Regions from separate parts of the Mus musculus genome. Here all the other regions are linked to region 1. Evidence: chromatin contacts called from public Hi-C, HiCAR-type and HiChIP or PLAC-seq data. All regions are on one chromosome and are shown on one strand. The core of a region is the stretch at or near the end of the contact, and the rest is flanking DNA. Distances in the headings are between cores, read along the strand shown.

Region 1 (2,829 bases), core at 177-2,676:
TTGCTCCCCCCCCCCCCCCGTTTAATAAATCCTTTTTCTCCCACTTCAATTCCTGAGCCTCCCACCGCTCTTTCAGCTGAAACTTGCATCTGTTCTAATAGTTGAGCTAGCGCCTCAACTTTGAGGGAGTGTAGCTCCACTGTGGCCCCCAAGCAAGACTGTGGCAGGCAGCCTTTCTTTCAGTGGCCTCCCGGCACAAGTCAGGGAGTGAGCTAGTTTAAAGCTGATGCCCGGGAAGCGGCCTATCAACTGGCACACAGTAGGCGCTCAACAAGTGATGTGCTCCTCGCTGCCCAGCACCTGGCCCGGTAGAGCCGCGTTCCACCCTCTGGGGCTTTCAGCCAAGCGAGTAGCGAGTGACAAGGCCGGCTAGCGCGACTGGCCCTGCAAGGCAGCGCGACGGAAGGGGTGGATGTTTACATGCAGCCGGGACGAGCAGCGCCACTCCGGCAGGAGCCTGCCTTGCTCGGAGACCGAGATGGGTCTCACTCGCATCTGACTCGGATACAGAGCAGAGAGCCACAGGTTTCCTCCATATCTTGGAGCTCGAGCTCACACCTTCCGAGGTGCTGGGCCGGACTCCCAGCTGGAGATCACCCCTAAGGAGGTGGTTCCAGCTGCCGCGAAAGCACAAGCACGCCCCAACTTGAATTCGCAGGCCGGGGATTGGGGGTCCGGGAGGGCGGGGAGCTCGCGGCCAGCACGGCGCCCGGGGGTGGGGGAGATGGCTGCGGGACCCTGGGGGCTGACAGCGCAGCGGGGCCCGGGGCCCGGAAGGGGTTGGGTGGGACCCGTGGGACTGCGCTCACCCATGAAGAGGCAGAAGAGGTCCAGGCAGATGAGCAGCACCCGCTTGCTGCCGCCCTTCCTCGGGTTGTTGTTGAGCGCCGGGCTGCCGCCGTTCTTACTCTCAGGGACGATCGCCTTGTCGTACTTGTAGCTTTGCATGGCGCTGGCTGCGGGGAGCCTCCCGGGGCGATGCGGGCCGCCGCTGCTCAGGAGCGGGTATGCGGGCTCGGGACGCGGCGGCGAGAGTGCAGCCCGGCGGAGTAGTTCCAACTGCAGACGCGGGTAGGTTTCCCCTCTGGGCGCCTCTGCTTTCCTCTCAACCCCAAACTGTTCGCTAGTCCAAGGGGAAGAGAGCCAAATCCCGAGCAGGAACTTTTGCAGAACTGTGCTGCCCCGGACGCGTCCGGCTGGCGTGCGTCTGCGTGCTGGAGTTTGCGAGTGGGCAGCGTCGGCGTCCCGCCACGATCCTCCGCAGCTACTTAATGAATGGAGCAGCGCGGAGCCCTGCAACTCCGCAGCGTCCTGCAGCTAGCTCTCCTCAGCGTCTGCCCAACTCCAACTCTGCCTCCTCCTCCTGCTCCTCCTCCTCCTGCTGCTGCCGCCCGGGCTGCCGCTGTGATCGCTCGGTTTGTTTTCTGAGCTTATATTTCACGAGCGCCTTTAAAAAGCGAGGGGGGAGGAGAAGGACCTCCTTACTTGGCTCCAACAAGATTCAGAAAGCACAGCCCCTTCCTTAAGCTGCCTAAAACGTAGGATAATTAAGGCCACATTTCCCCCACCCCTTTTCCAAAAAAAAAAAAAAAAAAAAAATCGTAAAAGAAAAAGTTGTTCTCAAACCAGAGAATCAGGGAGCCCCTAGCGTTCAGAAACTCCAAAGCATCACAAAAGGGGAGGAAAAAAAACATATAAATAAAATTTTTTTTTCTTGCTGGCCTTTGATTAGAGGTGGGGAGAGGATCGGTGGGAGGTCTATAATACTAAAATGCTTTCTTTATTTACTTGTTTATTTATTTACAAATTTCAGCCTTGAATTGGATTATCCTAAAAATTCAATTTTCAAGGAAAGCTAGGTTGGTTGTTGTTTTGCTTTTAACGCTCAGCACCGGATAATTGTGCTAGATTCCGAAGATCCTACGGTGTAAAAGACTCCGGGCTGGGCGGTGGTGGCGCACTCCTTTAATCCCAGCACTTGAGAGGCAGAGGCAGGCGGATTTCTGAGTTCAAGGTCAACCTAGTCTACCGAGTGAGTTCCAGGACAGCCAGGACTACACAGAAAAACCCTGTCTCGAACCTCCCCTCCACCCCCCCCCCCCCCGAAAAAAAAAGAGACTCCAGAGCCAGACCCCCTGTTCTAGAATCCTATGTCTCTGTGCCTTAATTTCCCCGCGAGTAAACTACAGACACCAAAATATTTCTCCCCAGGCAGTCATGGTGGAGATATAATTGATTCTTTCTCATGTGCTTCTGCAGCAAAGCTTGCACAACAGAGGAGCTCGGTGAGTTGAGCCAATACTACTAGTTCTGAACGTGGGTAACCAAAGCCAAGCCTGCCCGCCTCTTTCCTAGTCCAGCTGGCCTCCGGCATACCTGAGCATTATTGGCCTTGACTTTCAAGGAATCTGATGTTTCCCTTTGAATACTTTTTATATGGTTTTATATGATTTTTAAAGTTGATTACTTTTTTATGAGCTGGTTTTTTGTTTTTTGTTTTTTTTTCCTTCAAGAGAATCAACACTTGAAGGGTCAGGACCCTCCCTTACATTTTCCTTAGTATCAAGCTTGGAGCACAGTACATAGCATACAAATGCACATTTCTTCCAAGGGTCTTTATAATACAGAGGTGGAAATGGCTCAATGGTTCTAGCATTGTTGTTTGTTTGTTTGTTTGAGACAGGGTCTCTCTCTCTCTCTCTAGCCCTAATATGTCTTAGAACTCACTATGTAGACCAGGCTGGCCTCAGACTCACAGAGATAGATCTGCCTGCCTCTGCCTCTCGAGAGCTGGAATTAGATGCAGCTGGTTCTAGTTTTTATAAAAAG
Region 2 (2,829 bases), core at 243-2,742, 450 kb before region 1:
CCTATGTAGTTTCATGGTATCTTGGAACAGAAGAGAGTTTACAATGTGGGCCATGTGACCTCTAGCTCTGAGAACACAAAACACCATGGTGAGCTCAAGGAAGACCAGTTCTGGGGAAGAAAGGCCAAGTGTCCACAGAGAGAAGCAAATGATTCTTCTAGAACAATGAGAAGAAACAGGAGAGGTAGGAGCAAAGCTTTCAGTACCAACAGACACACTTGCCCTTTCTCTGGCTGCACCCTCAGTAAGCTTAAGGTTCAGAGAACAATACCCCAGCTGTTAGAGGAGCGAGGTGCTGGATTTTACAGTCTGTGGAAGATACAAGGAGAGATGGAGCGCCATCACAGTATGAATGGACCGTGCTTTGACAAGGTCAGCACTAGGAGATGTGGAAATCTAGAAGAGAAACACCAACTGGCCTTGGCTCGGTGATGCAGTCTTATTGCTGTTGTGTATAGTGGGAGTCGAGAAGGCAGAGAACCATGTGTAGCATACAGCAGGAGTGTGGCTTCTCAGAGAACAGAATAGAACCCAGAAGAATTAACAAGAGTATGGGCCTTTGCAAATATAACAATAGCCCTTCTCCATGCCAGATTTTACTAAAAGTACCACTATTTCAAGTGTCAGACATGTAAAATAATCCATGTGCCTTTATTACTATGCTCTTGAACCTCTAAAGATTCCGGTGTTCAGGATTTGAGACTAGACAATCAGATATTGTATTACTTTCTGAATTCCCACCTTCTCCATGGCCATAGATCTGCCCTTCCAGCGTCTGGTCTACAAAATGAGGCCTCATTTAGTCAATGGTGAGAATAGTGTTTCCCCTCTATTCCTATTTCCTCCCTCCCTCCTCTTCTTCCCTCTCTTTCCTTCCCCTCCACCTTCTCTTCTTTTTCCAGCTGCTGTAAAAGAGACAGCCTTTACACTCTATGTATTCATGCACAAAGTTCTCTCATTAAGATCTATTCCCTTAATTCATCTCTGGATTCCTCACTTCCTAGGCCTTGAGGACAAATAATACAACTGCAAATTCTGATTCACTTTGAGGTGGGTGGGGGTGGATAGTTCTTAGTCCTTGGAATATGAGACTTTTTACATCTCTACCCAAGTTAAGCAAATATTCCTAAAAGTCCAAGGAATCTGACTTTTTTTAATCTCTGAGTTTCCACCTTAGATCAGAAAAGTTACTTATTACCTTGGAAAAGAAGAAAGGAAGTTAGAGAGGGGAGGGAGGGAAGGAAGGAGGGAGGGAGGGAGGGAGGTTGAGAGAGAGAGAGAGAGAATTATTTTAACCATAACAAAATTGACCCCCAAGTTTTCAAAGATTTTGTAACTCCTCCCCAGATGCTTCCTAAAAATCACAGTGACATCTTTTTTCCCCCATAGGGACATTTTTGTCATAATTCTTGTGTTGCTATCCCAGCCCACTGTGATTCAGAGAAAAACATACATCAGGCGCCACAGGAAAGTCAGGACCCAGCAGCAGAAGATGGGCGTGGGGAGATGCTGGGTGAGTCAGCTCCGAGATCCAGCACATGTTGCTTTCTTCCCAGCAGACTCCCTGGCCTCTGTCTTTCCCCAGGAAGTCACGACTTATCTTGGGCTTTGGTGGCTAATACAGGACATCGAAATCCAGAAAACTTGGACTCAAATCGATCTGATTTCCTTACCACACATTGGTTGCATTTTCTTGGTGAATTCTTTGGACTTTCTGGCTGCATCTGTTAGAGACCAGGTGCTCTCCCAGACTGCCTCAGTGCCAGCCGCTATGACATCACCAGCCACCAAACTCCACAAGAGTACCCTTTAAAGGGTCCCCACCATCATGCCCACTCTCTGTTTCCTGGTCTGTCTGTCCCTCACTCTGTCCCTCTTTGTGTCTTTATCTTCTCTCTCTCTCTCTCTCTCTCTCTCTCTCTCTCTCTCTCTCTCTCTCTCCATATATATATATATATATATATATATATATATATATATATATATATATATATATACTCTATGTATTAGTTCCTTGAATATATTATATTCCTACTCAGAGGTGGCCTTTCACTTCCCCCCCCACCCCCCCCACCCCCAATTAAATTTCTTATGTGATGTCTGTTGCATGGTATGATTTTCTTTTCTTTTGGCATTCCTTGGACCTCCAATTGCCAGGATACCCTGTCTCCATAAAGCCTTTATACGTTCTGTTCAATCTGAAATTTGCGAGAAGAAAGACCGGTTCTACAATTATTCAACTAAAGCAAGCTTTAATTAATATTGGCCAGGTAGATGGGGAAGCTTCTTTTTGTAACAAATGAAGACTAGCACTGAGATCCATTCATTAGTGGTCAAAATGCAGAAAAGAGTGAGCATTGGATACCTAGCCCCAATCGATACATCCACAATAACCTCTAAACACAAATGCTCAGAAAAAAAAAAAGGCAGGGAAGAAGGGATGGAAGGACAGTATTGGAAAGAGCATGATGGATACAAATCAGAGGGGGAATCGTACCCCTGTTCAGTGGGCATGATCTGGGGAGAAGGGCTCGAATGGCACTAGGCACTGGGGATGCCCTGTGAAGGCAAGGGTGTGAGGGGGCCTGGACACTGGGGATGAACTGCAAAAAAAAAAAAAAAAGATTAAAGATATAGTAATTTTTAAAAAGTCAAATTGACTTAAAAATCTTGTTTTCCCTCTGATAACTATGAATTCATTTATTTCTAGTTCATTCACTTTTACCGCCTGAAGAACGGTTCTAAAACTTTTCTTAATTTAAGGTCTGCTCATTCCATTTTTTTTTTTTTTTGGATTATCTCTGATTGATACCTGATGACTTTTAAAGA
Region 3 (2,829 bases), core at 193-2,692, 420 kb before region 1:
ATGATGTTTTGCCTCCTCCATCTCTCTGCTTATTTTATTGTGAGGTAGTAAGGACAACTGTGGCTGTGACTAGGCAGATGTAATTTTAAAGCAATAACCACGCCCTACATCTTCTGATACATTTCTTCTCCCAAGAGTCTTAGCGCGGTGTCTGGTTTGGAATATCGTGAATTCGTGCTAATAAATTATTTAATTTATCAAGGATCAGAATTTCCTGAAAGTCCCAATTCCTGCTCATAATTTTCTTTAGCCTTGCACTCATGGTAAAAATGAAACTGAAAACAAAACAGAGCAAACCAACAACGAACCAGAAGTTTCATTCTGCAGTAGTGTAGATGTCTGCATGTCTAGAGGAGGGGATCATGGGAGACAAAGAGTTTATTGACTGACAGAAGTTGGAATGGAAGAGCAGATGGTTAAGTGTTGACCCTGGAGTCCACACAATGGCTCAATTTCATATAGTCATTAGTGTCGTGACCCTAGACAGATTATCTGAACTTTCTATTGTTTAAACTTGGCTTCCTTCTTAACAACATGGTGGTAGAGTATTACCTATCTTGTTGGGTTTAGGATTACATTGAACTAATGTACATGAAGCCCCCAAGCTAGCACCAGGCCTGGCCCACTGTAAGAGCCTTCTGTATGAGTTGATTTCATCATACACATTACACTGTAGCAATGACTTATAACTTACAGTATTTTTATGCATTTAGAGGAGTATTTTAAATTTTTCCTAAGCCATGGGTTACTGATCTATGAAGTAAGAGAAACAACAATCACTTTTAAAGAGGTTCTAACCCCCATTGCCAATGGCTTCAAATGTACAATCAGGAGACAGTTATGATTTGACAAACCCATAGCTTTTTCTAGTTATATTTGACTCTTGACTTTACAAAGGCAAGAATGTGATCCTAAGCAAGAGGAGGTTGGAAAGGGTAAGACAGCATATCATCAGGGTAGCCATGGCTAGCCCAAAACTTCTTATTCCAACCACACTGTCCTTTAACTTGTGGTCTTTCTACACCAGCCTCCCTCCTGAGTACTAGGATTACAGTCATGTGTGCCGCCATGCCTGGTCCTGAGCCTCTCCACTCTTAGCTGACATTTCTGCCATCGAGGGGGTGATGAAAATATCTGTCTCATAGGACGATGTTAAAGATTAAATGTTGTAACTCAACCCATTGGCCACCCATGTTAGGTGCCAGCTCACTTTTGCCCTTGCCGGTGCATGTCTGAAGAAATTGGAGTTGCTAGTCTGTTAAGTCCTTCCCAGATGGGAATGTCTAAGATTCCGTGGGCATGGAAGGTAAACATTCAGTGATGGATCACATTCCCACTCCACCGTGGAAAAACCCACAGCTCGGAAGGTTCAGATGTGTTCAGCAATCCCTCCGCTCCTGTTCCTGGCTCCACAGTGACAGGACTCTGTGTGTACTCAGAGGTTAAATACCATATCTGCCCAACCAAATATGCTGCCGTCACATATTAATTATGTGACTCACAGAAAACAGGATAGAGTTTCTTAGCAATTAAAACTATGGCATCTGCAGAGTATAAGGACTTTTTTTTTTTTCAGGCTCTGCAGGCAGCGATGCATCTGTTATATTGCCGTGTTGGTCACTCTCTAGCCCTCCTGCTCAGATTAGACTCCCTGTTTTAAGAGCCTCTAGAGACCTACACAGCACTCCAGATCCCTCCTTCTGGTTCTTGGAGTCAAAAGGAATTTTGCCATTCAACCAAGCAATATTTGCATTTGCCTTTTAGAAGTGAAGAAAGTTCCTCTTTAAAAACTAGCATGAAAGTTGTTTCCTTCTCTTTTTTTTTTCTTCTAACTCTAAGATGACAGAAATTCTATAAAAGAAAAGATATATTTTTCACCAATTTCTCTTTAGTTTTTGGGTGGTACTAGAGATTGAGCCTAGCACATAGATAAAATATATTTAATAGTTAGTATTAAAGATATTTAATTTATTAAATATTATTTTTATTTTTTAATGTTTTTATCATTGTTAGTGACAAGATGCTTTATCCCCATGCCCTTTAAACACCCACACACAGGCACAAGCACACACACACACTCAGGCACATGCATACACGCACACGCACACTCACATGAGCACTCACGTGTGCTTGCTATCGATACACTGGTACAGTTTCCACCAACTCTGAGACCAGAAGGAGCAGCACCACACCGACATGGGCTCTCAAGTCTGGGCTTGGCATCCCACGCTCCCTACGCTTCCCTTTACAATAGATTTACCTATCCCAGCGCACTCACAAAGTGGGACACAATGAGAGGATATGATCAATATTCTTTATATTCCCCAAGTTTAGTATATATTATAATCTCTAAATAGTATCTGCCAAATAATAAGCAAAAGGCCTGCTTCTTCACAAGAATTTTCACAAATAGCATTTCAATCAGCACATCCATTCTTTTTTTTTCCACTTGTTTAACAGACATTTATTACTTTAGTTGATTTGAACAACCTCTATACAATGACTTGTTTTGCTGAATAGAAAAGAATTTTAGGTCTCAAGATTTTGAGTCTAGTATTTTCTGGAAATCAAATCATTCTTTTAAAATCTCCAAAGGAAAATCAATTTAATAAAAGCATCAGTTAGATTTTGATACCAAGCCAGCTGTTCAGGGACAATACTATTTCTTCCACACTCAAAATCACTTTGGGAAACTACTCCAAGGCATAGCACAAATAGAAATAAAAGTGTGGTTGTGTATGGCCTTTGTGAAATGTCAACATCCAGGTAGTTACCAGCCAACTACCCATAGGTAGATTGTAAACAATGAAATAACACTACCAAAATGGA
Region 4 (2,829 bases), core at 229-2,728, 370 kb before region 1:
TGCAAGAACTTCTGTGGGCAATGCTTTCATTTCTCTTAGGAACATTTAAGAATGAATGTACCCAGTCACAGGCTAATCGCTCTTGAATTTTATACATGGCCTAAATTTTTCACAATGGTTTTTTTTTTATTGGTTAAGGATTTAATATATGAGCTGTGTAAATTATTTGATGCAATAAAGACAAATATCCAACTTAAAATTGAACAAATAAACAGATAATTCTTCAAAGAATATACACTATTAGCCACAAAGCTCATGAGATGTTCAATACCATTAATTCTTTTATGGAGCTTTCCATAACTATAATAAAATACTTGAGAATATAATCATATTTTTAAAAAGTTGCTATTGACTTTGAATATTAGGGGTTATAGTCCACCATATGTTACCTCCTTATTTTGCTTTCAAAACCATTTAATGACATACTTATAGTCACAATGGTTTTTTTTTACAGGATGGTAGATTTCTCCTTCCAGAACTAAAAAATAAGCTCCCTTATCTACTGAAATGTTGGCAATAAACAGTGTTTAACTAAATTCCTCTGAGATGTGTCTCAGGTGTAGAGAGTCATTTGACATGAGATAATTCCCAGGAATGAATGGAAAATGTCTGGCAAGTGAGGCCATAAATGCAAAACTCAGGAGGCATAGCTCTAATCTTTGAATGAGTATGCCTTCTTTTCATCGGCCACCAACACACATTCACAGATGACTTAAAAACTCTCTTCTCTACCAAACCTGAGAGCTGGGCACAAACACCTTCCTGGTGTGCTTCAGAGCCTCCAGGACAAGATGGTTTGTTAAAAAGAGCAAGTGAAAGGAAAACACGGGGTCCATGATGCTGTGAATGTTCCTTTTGCTAAAGCAGTGCACATGGGCTCTGCATTAGCAAAACAACGCTGGAAGCTGAGAATTCTCAAATGTATGAACATTACTTCTCTCATCATGTGCGACTCATTTCCTAACTTGGCACCAAATCATTCATCAGTAGGTCCAGGGTTGACTCCTGGTCCTTTAATAATAATAGAGTAAGTCATCTTAGGGGAATCACATTACTTCACTGAAGTGCACATTCTCCATCTGCAAAAGTGGTTTGCAGAATTTCTGATTTCAGAAAAAGACAGAGAAAATGAGAGAGAGAGAGAGAGAGAGAGAGAGAGAGAGAGAGAGAGAGAGAGAGAACCATGCTATTTTTCACTGTCAAGGTATGAAAAGCAGAACAAAAGACATTCTTTCAAAATAAATGCACTCAGTTAATTTGATGAATAAAATTCATCATGACTAAAGCTAAGCCAGAGCCTGGCCCTGGGGAACTACAGTCCTGGGTGATCCCCAGAGTTTTCAATTTATGAAGTTATGAGCTTCTTTGAAGGCAACACAAGCCGTTTTGTGAGAAGGATCTCTTGGTGGTAGCAGTTTACAAGGTTTCTGGTTTTCTGGGGGAATTTCATTAAGTTCATGGCTTGGCATTGGGAGCAGAGCATCGCAGGAGAGGCCTAACCTAGGGAACGGAACGCCGCAGATTAAAGACCATGTTTGATTACCAGCAGGTTCTGTTAGCACGCAGTCCACACCCAGCAGCAGCTGAGGTTGTAAAATTCCCCCCACAAACAACACCCCAACCCCCAGAACTACAGGTTGAGCAAACCCAAGTTAGTCTGCAGCAGACAGCACAGAAGAGCCCCTGGCAAGTGCAAAGGCAAGCGCTAGCAACCTTCAAGCCCCATCTGACAGCAAAGCAATTCAACTTTACGCTTTACATTGAATTGTTTTTAGCCTACTGTTTTATTAAAAGTTATAACCTATCATGGTATTATCACACCATGTCCAGAATATGTAGGCAATATTCTTTAAATTTTTAAATCTTGTTTTATTTGTAATGAAAATATAATTATATCATCTCATCCTCCCTCTTCTCCCTCCAACTCCTCTCATGTCCCTCCTGCTCCCTCTCAAATTCATGGCCTCTTTTCTGTAATTATTATTGTCTTATGTATCTACCTATTTGTGAATAAATGTATAAATTAAACCTGCTGAGTCCATTTAGTATTGCTCGTGTGGTTTTAAAGCCAACAACTTGGTATTAGATGACGAATTGGAGGCTAATTCCTTGGGAAAACTAATTCTCCCCCTCTCAGAAGTCATTAATTGCTTATAGCACTGGATCTAGAGGTAAAGCCCTGGATTTTCCCCATGCACACTGGGATGCCAACTAGTGCTAGAATTGTCTGGGTCTTAGGCAACCATAATGTTGAGATTTCATGAGCATAGCTTTCCTCACATATCTAGAAGACATGATCTGCAGCAGACTGTCTGGGCCTCTGGCTCTTACAGTCTTCCCACCCCTTCTTTTAAAATATCCCGTGATAATCCCTAACTGCACTATAAATGCTTATTCTTATACCCACAGATAAGCTTTTACTTCTCATCAATGAAGTTTCTTCATATAGCACAGACCATTACAGAAAGGCACATCTGGTCAAAATGCAGAGAAGAACAGACCACGAAGTATCTGCCCCAACTGCTACACCTACAATAAAAAATGATCTTATATCATATTCTCATAGTAGTTCGCTAAAATATATTCATCCTTCTCATTCCAAAATAGACTTGCTGCAGCTCTCTCTCTTTCTTTCTCTGTCTCTACTCTCTCCTCAACTCCCTACCCCATGTGTAGCTGGTCCCGCATGGGGAAGGGATGCCTCAGTATGGGCCTGCAGAGGCACTTCCTTCCACTTCACCATACCACACCTCTACAAACATATCCTGGTTCTTTCTTTTCTATAAAACAACAGTAAGTAGTCAGCATGAGCTTTTTGAGTGATTGCAG
Region 5 (2,829 bases), core at 230-2,729, 320 kb before region 1:
AAATAAAGTACTGAGTCCTTTCTAAGAACCTTGTCCCAAAACCTCTACTCCTCTTTTTTCAGAGAGAGAGAGAGACAGAGAGAGACAGAGAGAGAAAGATTGTCAGTCTTTTTGGCTGTTGGCTTAACGAGAACAGGTAGACAACAGTAACTGTCCTGCATGGAAGAAAGTCGCTGTGAGTAAGAGCCTCAGTGGCCTGATAAAACAATCCCCTGGCCTTTAAAATCACCTGCCTCTGGCTCCAGGCAGTTCTCACAGTTCAGAACTCCCCCACAGCTGCCAGCTTGTTTCCAGGCCCTTTACAGAGTAGTAATTGCCTTTCAATTGCTTTGTTTGCTCATTCATGACTGTAGAAGCATCCCAACTCCATCTAGAGCGCCCGCTGGGTACCACAGTATCCCAGCTCCTTCCCAGAAAGACAGAAACTCTCTCCCTACCTAGCTCAGGTACAATTTCCCCCTGGACAGCCTGCCTCTGGTATGTAAAGTAATGCCTGAGGCCTTGAGACAGAGGGCCTTCAGTTTTTTCATAGGAGTCTGCTCTGGGGGAGCAGAAGATGAAACACCAGCAGAACACCAGGCTTGGCAATTAGACAGACTTGTTTGGCTCTTTGCCCTTACCTTTCTAATGCTGTATTGGTTGTGTCAATGAATCTACTGCTCAAGGAAGGTAGTGTGTGGAATGCTCCTGATGTCTATCACACGACCAAATAACCATTCTAGGTGGCCTCTTGACTTCGGCCCTGTATGGTAAGATTTCTGACTAGTTGTGTGGTCTCAAGTCATCAAAGGCAACCAAGGACAAAACTCCCCTCAAAAGAAAGCTTAATGATGGGCCTCTTCGACTGTGTCCTCCTCCCAGTCAGTCATCCTATTCCTGCAAGCTGATGTTACACTTCTTTGTGGATCAAACTGCCAATCGTGTTTACCTGTTGAAAAATCACACATTTAACTCCCACTTCATTAATGGATTCAGATTTTGTTGGGGGAGTTGCTCACTTGAAAGGTCCATTTCTCACAAATAGCCATGTGTCCAAGGCTGGTAATTTAAGCTCTTTGACTCTCCATTTCCCCAATGTAATAATTATGTATGTGGTGGAAATATCGTGAAGAATAAATGGGACACATGGACATACAGACTGTGCATTCTTTCTTCTTCAATGATATTTCCCTAGTAATTAAAAATGCCTACCATCAGTTGGAGAGTATTCAGGAAAAACAAAACAAAAGGGCAAAAAAAAAAAAAGAGAGAAGAAAACAAACATAAAACTAAAATAAAGAAACATTCATTATGAATTTTATTACTTCAACTACTGTAAACTGTGTAGGAATCTGAGCTGCAAAGCTACTCATTAAACTGTCTGCTCTTTCCTGTTTAAACAAGGCCCCTCTTGGGTCTCGAAGCCTGAGCCTTCATGGGTCTGCATCCAGGAAGGAAGACGTTTCTACGGTAACCGAGGAGGCCTTCTCCAGAGGGTCTCTGGGAGAGGCCAGGATCTGGTGCAAGTGACAAACTCCAGCTCCCTTGATAATGAACAGAGAGGTAGCAGCCACGATGGCCGGCCTTGAGTAGAATGAGGGCATTCAGGCGTGAAATCCCTTTCAATCGCTCGTTTGTTCTTCTCTGTGGAGAATTCACTTTGTGCCACTCTTGAAAAATGGCTGATGGAGACTCAGTGGTGTGTAAATAATAAATGTTCCAGAAGGAAATGTGTGTGTGTGTATGTGTGTGTGTTTGTGTGTGTGTGTGTGTGTGTGTATGTGTGTGTGTTTGTGTGTGTGTGTGTGTGTGAGAGAGAGAGAGGGAGAGAGAGAGAGAGAGAGAGAGAGAGAGAGAGAAGAGAAAGGAGTTGTTGACATGCCATCTGTGATTTGGTTCAAATTTTTATAAGGCCCGATGTTGTAGGAGAGTAGCCCAGTAACTTCTTTTTACCATCTGTGAATTGGGATGTGAGGGACAAAGTCACAGAGGAAGGTGTTTGGTACCAAAATATAACCTATGCTCCTGGTGGACAAGGTTTGAATTGTACGACTGTGATGCTTGCAAAAGAAGGATGTGTAGACAAGAGGAGTCAGAGGTATAAAAGCGACCAAGTCTGAAAGATGGGATGGAGCCTTAGCCAAGACTAGGGAGGGAGTAAATGTCACTATTTCTTTAAAAATCCTACAATGGATTTCCTCCTGCATTGTCCTCTACATCTTCACCCTCAGCTTCTTACGTGGGTGCCATACTAGTCACTGAAGGGTAGATGGAGAAATGGGCTCAGAGAAGTGGCTTTTCCACTCAGTCACCAGATAGTCAGGTCAGGATTCAGACCCAGGTCAGTTTGACACCTTAGGCGAGGTCTTTATTAATGACTAGTATGCTGCCTTCCACAGATAATTAAGAGTACGGTATATGAAGCGCTTGTGGACAATGTTCTGGGTTGGTATGCTGGAGTGGGGAATGGCATGCTGTCCCCATCTGATGCTTGTCAACTTATAGAGAGCCTCCTAGTCCCCTCAAGCTTTATCCATGACCAAAGAAACTTTGTCATTGCTTCTGAATGCTAAGGACTTGGCCCTGACTTGGTTGGGTTAATAGGAGATTTTCCCTGGGATCAAATCCCACACATCCTCAACCTCTTGAAACCTAGAGCAGTTACGTTGCAAATGAACTCATCTCTAAACAGCCCACAGCTTTCTAGGCTCTCTACTCATTCAGAGTGCACCTCATTTTGAACATGCAGAACATGAAGAATTTCCGTCTCAGCTTTTTCCATGAGGGCGTTCTGACCTTCCATGTTTAGAGCCAAAGTGGTTCCAGTTTAGTAAACAGTCTTCTATGGAA
Region 6 (2,829 bases), core at 172-2,671, 300 kb before region 1:
AAAAAGAAAAAGAAAAAAAAAAATTCTGGTGCGGTTTATTGGCTTGAGGTTAAGACTCAAAGTCATGTTGCAATGGTCCCCAAGAGCTGTTCTGCGTGTGAGTGGATAGATGGAAGGCTGTGGGTAGATGGTCCACCTGTTGAGCCACACAGAGAATGAGCCACAAAGCAGGGCGATATGATCTCCAATGGTTGAGTTTCTAAGTGTCATCAGAACTTGAGGGATTTTCACCTTTAGAAGTGTAAGGAATCACTTCCCAGTTGACATGTTCTGTGGAGAGCCGTGAGCAATTGCCATCATGAGCCTCCGCTGTGCCTAACTGGTAAACAAGTAATGTGCGCAGGTGCAAGAGTAAATTCGTGCCAAGTCACTGCCCATCCCGGGGCGTGGTGATGAGGCTCTGGGAGAGCAGCCAATCACACGCCACACTAAGGTGTATATAAGCAGCGCCTTTTTGGTGCTTGGGGTATTCCTCTTCATGTTGAAACTGGTGTAATAAAGTTGCTGCAGAAGGATCCAGTTTCTCACGCGTGTGTTCTTGCTGGCGAGACAATAGTATGTGTGAGAATGTTCCATCCTGCTCATCCTGTGGACTAGAGTAGAACGGATATGGAAAGTAAAGCTTACAATTGCTCATCTCACCCTTGTCTTCAGTGTCTTAACCTGTATCTCAGTCTCACTAGGAAATGGCATTTCCTTACATGTCCCAGGTTTCTGCAGGTACTATTTCCTCCCCTGGACTTCCTCATTTTTCTCCTTTATTTTACTAGCTAGTTTCTTCTTGTTCTTTAGTACATGTGACACTGCTTCCTTCCGATGTGACTCACCTCCACCTTCTCAAATCCCACCCCACCTGGATCAGGACCTGTCATGCAACATGTACTTCCCTCACCAGATCCCTTAGCATAAGATACAGCGATTGTCACTTAATATGTCTGTGTTTCCAGCCAACCTGCCAGGACCATCATAGTAGTAAAGCCATGTCAAATTATTATGTTAAATATCAGTGATGTGAATTCATTCTGGAAGACAAGCTGAAATGCCTACAACAAATGCTAAGATTTCACAGGTATAGAATTGTCTCCTGAGATGTGATGGCCCCAGGACACCTAATATTAATTCTGTCTTGCTGTGTCCCACCCCCACTGCTGGACATGTGCTTTGTATTGGCCTTGGTGCCTGCAATTTATGATTCACGCTGAAAGCACATTTGACTCGCTCATCTTTATAGCTCTTCTCCGAGAAAATTACCCAATCTGGCAGTCCTTTTGGCCCCAAGGCTACTTGACAGATCACAATGAGCCAGGCCAGATGGGAGGAGAAAATGAACTCCACCATCAAATTGTCCAATGCCTGAAAAATGTTGGCTTTGAGATAGTGCCGTTCTTTGTATTGCCTATAATCAGAGGGCTGAGTTCTTCACTGGGCCAAGGCAGTCAGGTCTTGGTGTTCCTGGCTGAGCTCAGTCAGTGTCCCACAGTGGAGCTCCCTGCCAGGTGGGCTGTCACAGCTGCGGAATCAGAGAAGTTGTGCAAGAGGAAAAAGAGATTTTTCCAATTCAGCAGAAGGAAAAGCCTCAGAGAATGAGCTCAGCGCAAGTGGGAGTCAAAAACCAAGGCCAAAGGTCCAGAACTCAAGTGCGAATGGCAAGAAGGAGGATCGTGGTGAATACAAACTACAGAAAGAACGTGAGCAGCAAGCGAGAGACAGGGATGACTGTGATGTGGGACACATGAAGACTCCCAGTGCCTTCCCACATCCCGCCACTTCCCACAAAGCTTTCTACAGAGTCAAACTGTACATTGATTTCTTTACAAAGCATTTATCCAGCCTTTGTGCTAAGCATAACTCTTACTTTATTTTTTGTTTTTATCTGCTTATATATGTGCACATGTGTGCATCCATGTGTGTGGCCTAGTATATGTGTGCATTTGTGTTCATGAATCTGGACACATGTGTACCATGATGTACATGAGGACGTCATAGGACAACCTCAGGCTCATCTTCCACTTTTTTTTTATACAGACTCTCTCTTGGGTGTTTTTTGTTTTGTTTTGTTGTTTGTTTGTTTCCTGATGGATATACCAGGTTGCCTGGTCCATAAACTTTAGTGTATTCTCCTGTTTCTACCTCCCAACTCCCCTCAGGAGCACTGTGACGGGATGTATGCATGCCCAGTATCTAGCTTTATTTATGGGAATTAGAACTTAGTTCCTCAGTCACGTGTAGCTAGTGCTTTTCCTGGTGTACCATCTCCCCAACCTCTAGTACAACTACCCCACACCCTACGGTTATTCTCATTCTAGAAATGAGGAAACTGAATTTCAAAGAGACTCACAAGGGGTCAAGGTAGCAGTGGTGCCTAGGACCATCTGGTCTAAAGGCTCTGGTATGAGGTCCCCAAGTATAAACAAGCCGACCTGCTGAAAGTCACTCCCAGAAAAGGCAAATTCCAAAGAAGACTCTGAGTCCAGACAAGCTGTTTGGAAAAAGTGGAAACCAGCAAAGCTAAGAGATGTTAAGGTCAACTGAGTCCCTTGGAAAGGATATTCTCTAGCCTTTTGAGCTGCCTACAGGCTATGTGGTGAGCTCCAGATCCCCAGCTTTTGTGAGGGGTCAGAGGCACTGACCTCAGGAAGACTGTGCCCCTCCAGCAACACTGGGAGGAAAGATGGTCTGCGATGGGAGAGATAGAAACCTTAATTACTTCCTGGTGCAAATCTGAAGAGGATGAAGTCTTGGGCACTAGTTGAGGGTTTTAAATATATGGGATTGGTAGAAATGTAGCTACAGTAGTAGTAAGTGACCAAAGCAATCAGAAAAAGCAGA

What was found. A called contact is a pair of places that touch in the nucleus more often than the background predicts. HiCAR-type assays count read pairs that join an accessible place to other places. HiChIP or PLAC-seq counts read pairs in DNA pulled down with a chosen protein or histone mark.
Region 2: a HiCAR-type map of fibro-adipogenic progenitors shows a contact between it and region 1, with 8 times the contacts expected there. The contact joins the enhancer-like site here to the promoter of Plpp3 in region 1. A contact is called at or near these places in 11 of 39 promoter capture datasets (the 3T3-L1 cell line, the C10 cell line, the HPC-7 cell line and 6 more), 4 of 484 Hi-C or Micro-C datasets (embryonic fibroblasts, embryonic stem cells and uterus), 16 of 115 datasets of contacts at active chromatin or transcription factors (the NIH/3T3 cell line, cardiomyocytes, craniofacial prominence and 7 more) and 3 of 9 other capture datasets (adipose tissue, embryonic stem cells and liver).
Region 3: a contact with region 1 is called in a FOXA1 HiChIP or PLAC-seq map of pancreatic cancer cells. The contact joins the enhancer-like site here to the promoter of Plpp3 in region 1. A contact is called at or near these places in 7 of 39 promoter capture datasets (the 3T3-L1 cell line, 3T3-L1-derived adipocytes, the HPC-7 cell line and 4 more), 2 of 15 datasets of contacts at CTCF or cohesin (the NIH/3T3 cell line and embryonic stem cells), 1 of 484 Hi-C or Micro-C datasets (myocytes), 10 of 115 datasets of contacts at active chromatin or transcription factors (the NIH/3T3 cell line, bone marrow-derived macrophages, craniofacial prominence and 4 more) and 2 of 9 other capture datasets (adipose tissue and embryonic stem cells).
Region 4: a contact with region 1 is called in an H3K4me3 HiChIP or PLAC-seq map of embryonic limb bud, with 6 times the contacts expected there. The contact joins the enhancer-like site here to the promoter of Plpp3 in region 1. A contact is called at or near these places in 11 of 39 promoter capture datasets (3T3-L1-derived adipocytes, the C10 cell line, the HPC-7 cell line and 7 more), 2 of 15 datasets of contacts at CTCF or cohesin (large pre-B cells and stem cell-derived epiblast-like cells), 5 of 484 Hi-C or Micro-C datasets (the HL-1 cell line, embryonic stem cells, nephron progenitors and 1 more), 15 of 115 datasets of contacts at active chromatin or transcription factors (the NIH/3T3 cell line, bone marrow-derived macrophages, craniofacial prominence and 7 more) and 4 of 9 other capture datasets (embryonic stem cells, liver, macrophages and 1 more).
Region 5: a contact with region 1 is called in an H3K4me3 HiChIP or PLAC-seq map of neural progenitor cells, with 13 times the contacts expected there. The contact joins the enhancer-like site here to the promoter of Plpp3 in region 1. A contact is called at or near these places in 16 of 39 promoter capture datasets (the 3T3-L1 cell line, 3T3-L1-derived adipocytes, the C10 cell line and 11 more), 1 of 15 datasets of contacts at CTCF or cohesin (embryonic stem cells), 26 of 484 Hi-C or Micro-C datasets (the C10 cell line, CD4 T cells, the HL-1 cell line and 10 more), 27 of 115 datasets of contacts at active chromatin or transcription factors (the NIH/3T3 cell line, astrocytes, a colorectal cancer cell line and 12 more) and 2 of 9 other capture datasets (embryonic stem cells and liver).
Region 6: a Hi-C map of uterus shows a contact between it and region 1, with 5 times the contacts expected there. The contact joins the enhancer-like site here to the promoter of Plpp3 in region 1. A contact is called at or near these places in 16 of 39 promoter capture datasets (the 3T3-L1 cell line, 3T3-L1-derived adipocytes, the C10 cell line and 10 more), 2 of 15 datasets of contacts at CTCF or cohesin (embryonic stem cells and stem cell-derived epiblast-like cells), 29 of 484 Hi-C or Micro-C datasets (the HL-1 cell line, adipose-derived mesenchymal stem cells, cerebellum and 9 more), 27 of 115 datasets of contacts at active chromatin or transcription factors (the NIH/3T3 cell line, embryonic forebrain, embryonic hindbrain and 10 more) and 3 of 9 other capture datasets (adipose tissue, embryonic stem cells and pancreatic islet).

The regions. Positions count from the first base shown.
Region 1 is chr4:105,155,944-105,158,772 of GRCm38.p6, reverse strand. Plpp3 (phospholipid phosphatase 3) reads right to left here and starts at 1,426. Exons shown (of 6, transcript NM_080555.2): 1 at 810-1,426. The coding sequence starts at 948. Gm29838 (a long non-coding RNA gene) reads left to right here and starts at 2,102. Exons shown (of 2, transcript XR_376486.3): 1 at 2,102-2,829.
Region 2 is chr4:105,609,829-105,612,657 of GRCm38.p6, reverse strand. No RefSeq gene overlaps it. Among named protein-coding and RNA genes, the nearest start is that of Gm29922, 230 kb to the left of the region's middle. Within about 2 kb of position 1,492, at least 31 of the 459 cell types and tissues checked have an H3K27ac peak or open chromatin away from gene starts, as enhancers often do. A contact at or near this core is called in the NIH/3T3 cell line and fibro-adipogenic progenitors, where this site is marked.
Region 3 is chr4:105,579,799-105,582,627 of GRCm38.p6, reverse strand. No RefSeq gene overlaps it. Among named protein-coding and RNA genes, the nearest start is that of Gm40217, 260 kb to the right of the region's middle. Within about 2 kb of position 1,442, at least 14 of the 459 cell types and tissues checked have an H3K27ac peak or open chromatin away from gene starts, as enhancers often do. A contact at or near this core is called in pancreatic cancer cells, where this site is marked.
Region 4 is chr4:105,525,635-105,528,463 of GRCm38.p6, reverse strand. No RefSeq gene overlaps it. Among named protein-coding and RNA genes, the nearest start is that of Gm40217, 210 kb to the right of the region's middle. Within about 2 kb of position 1,478, at least 6 of the 459 cell types and tissues checked have an H3K27ac peak or open chromatin away from gene starts, as enhancers often do. A contact at or near this core is called in embryonic limb bud, where this site is marked.
Region 5 is chr4:105,474,016-105,476,844 of GRCm38.p6, reverse strand. No RefSeq gene overlaps it. Among named protein-coding and RNA genes, the nearest start is that of Gm40217, 160 kb to the right of the region's middle. Within about 2 kb of position 1,479, at least 56 of the 459 cell types and tissues checked have an H3K27ac peak or open chromatin away from gene starts, as enhancers often do. A contact at or near this core is called in astrocytes, embryonic forebrain, neural progenitor cells and 5 more, where this site is marked.
Region 6 is chr4:105,455,938-105,458,766 of GRCm38.p6, reverse strand. No RefSeq gene overlaps it. Among named protein-coding and RNA genes, the nearest start is that of Gm40217, 140 kb to the right of the region's middle. Within about 2 kb of position 1,421, at least 27 of the 459 cell types and tissues checked have an H3K27ac peak or open chromatin away from gene starts, as enhancers often do. A contact at or near this core is called in adipose tissue, fibro-adipogenic progenitors, muscle stem cells and 1 more, where this site is marked.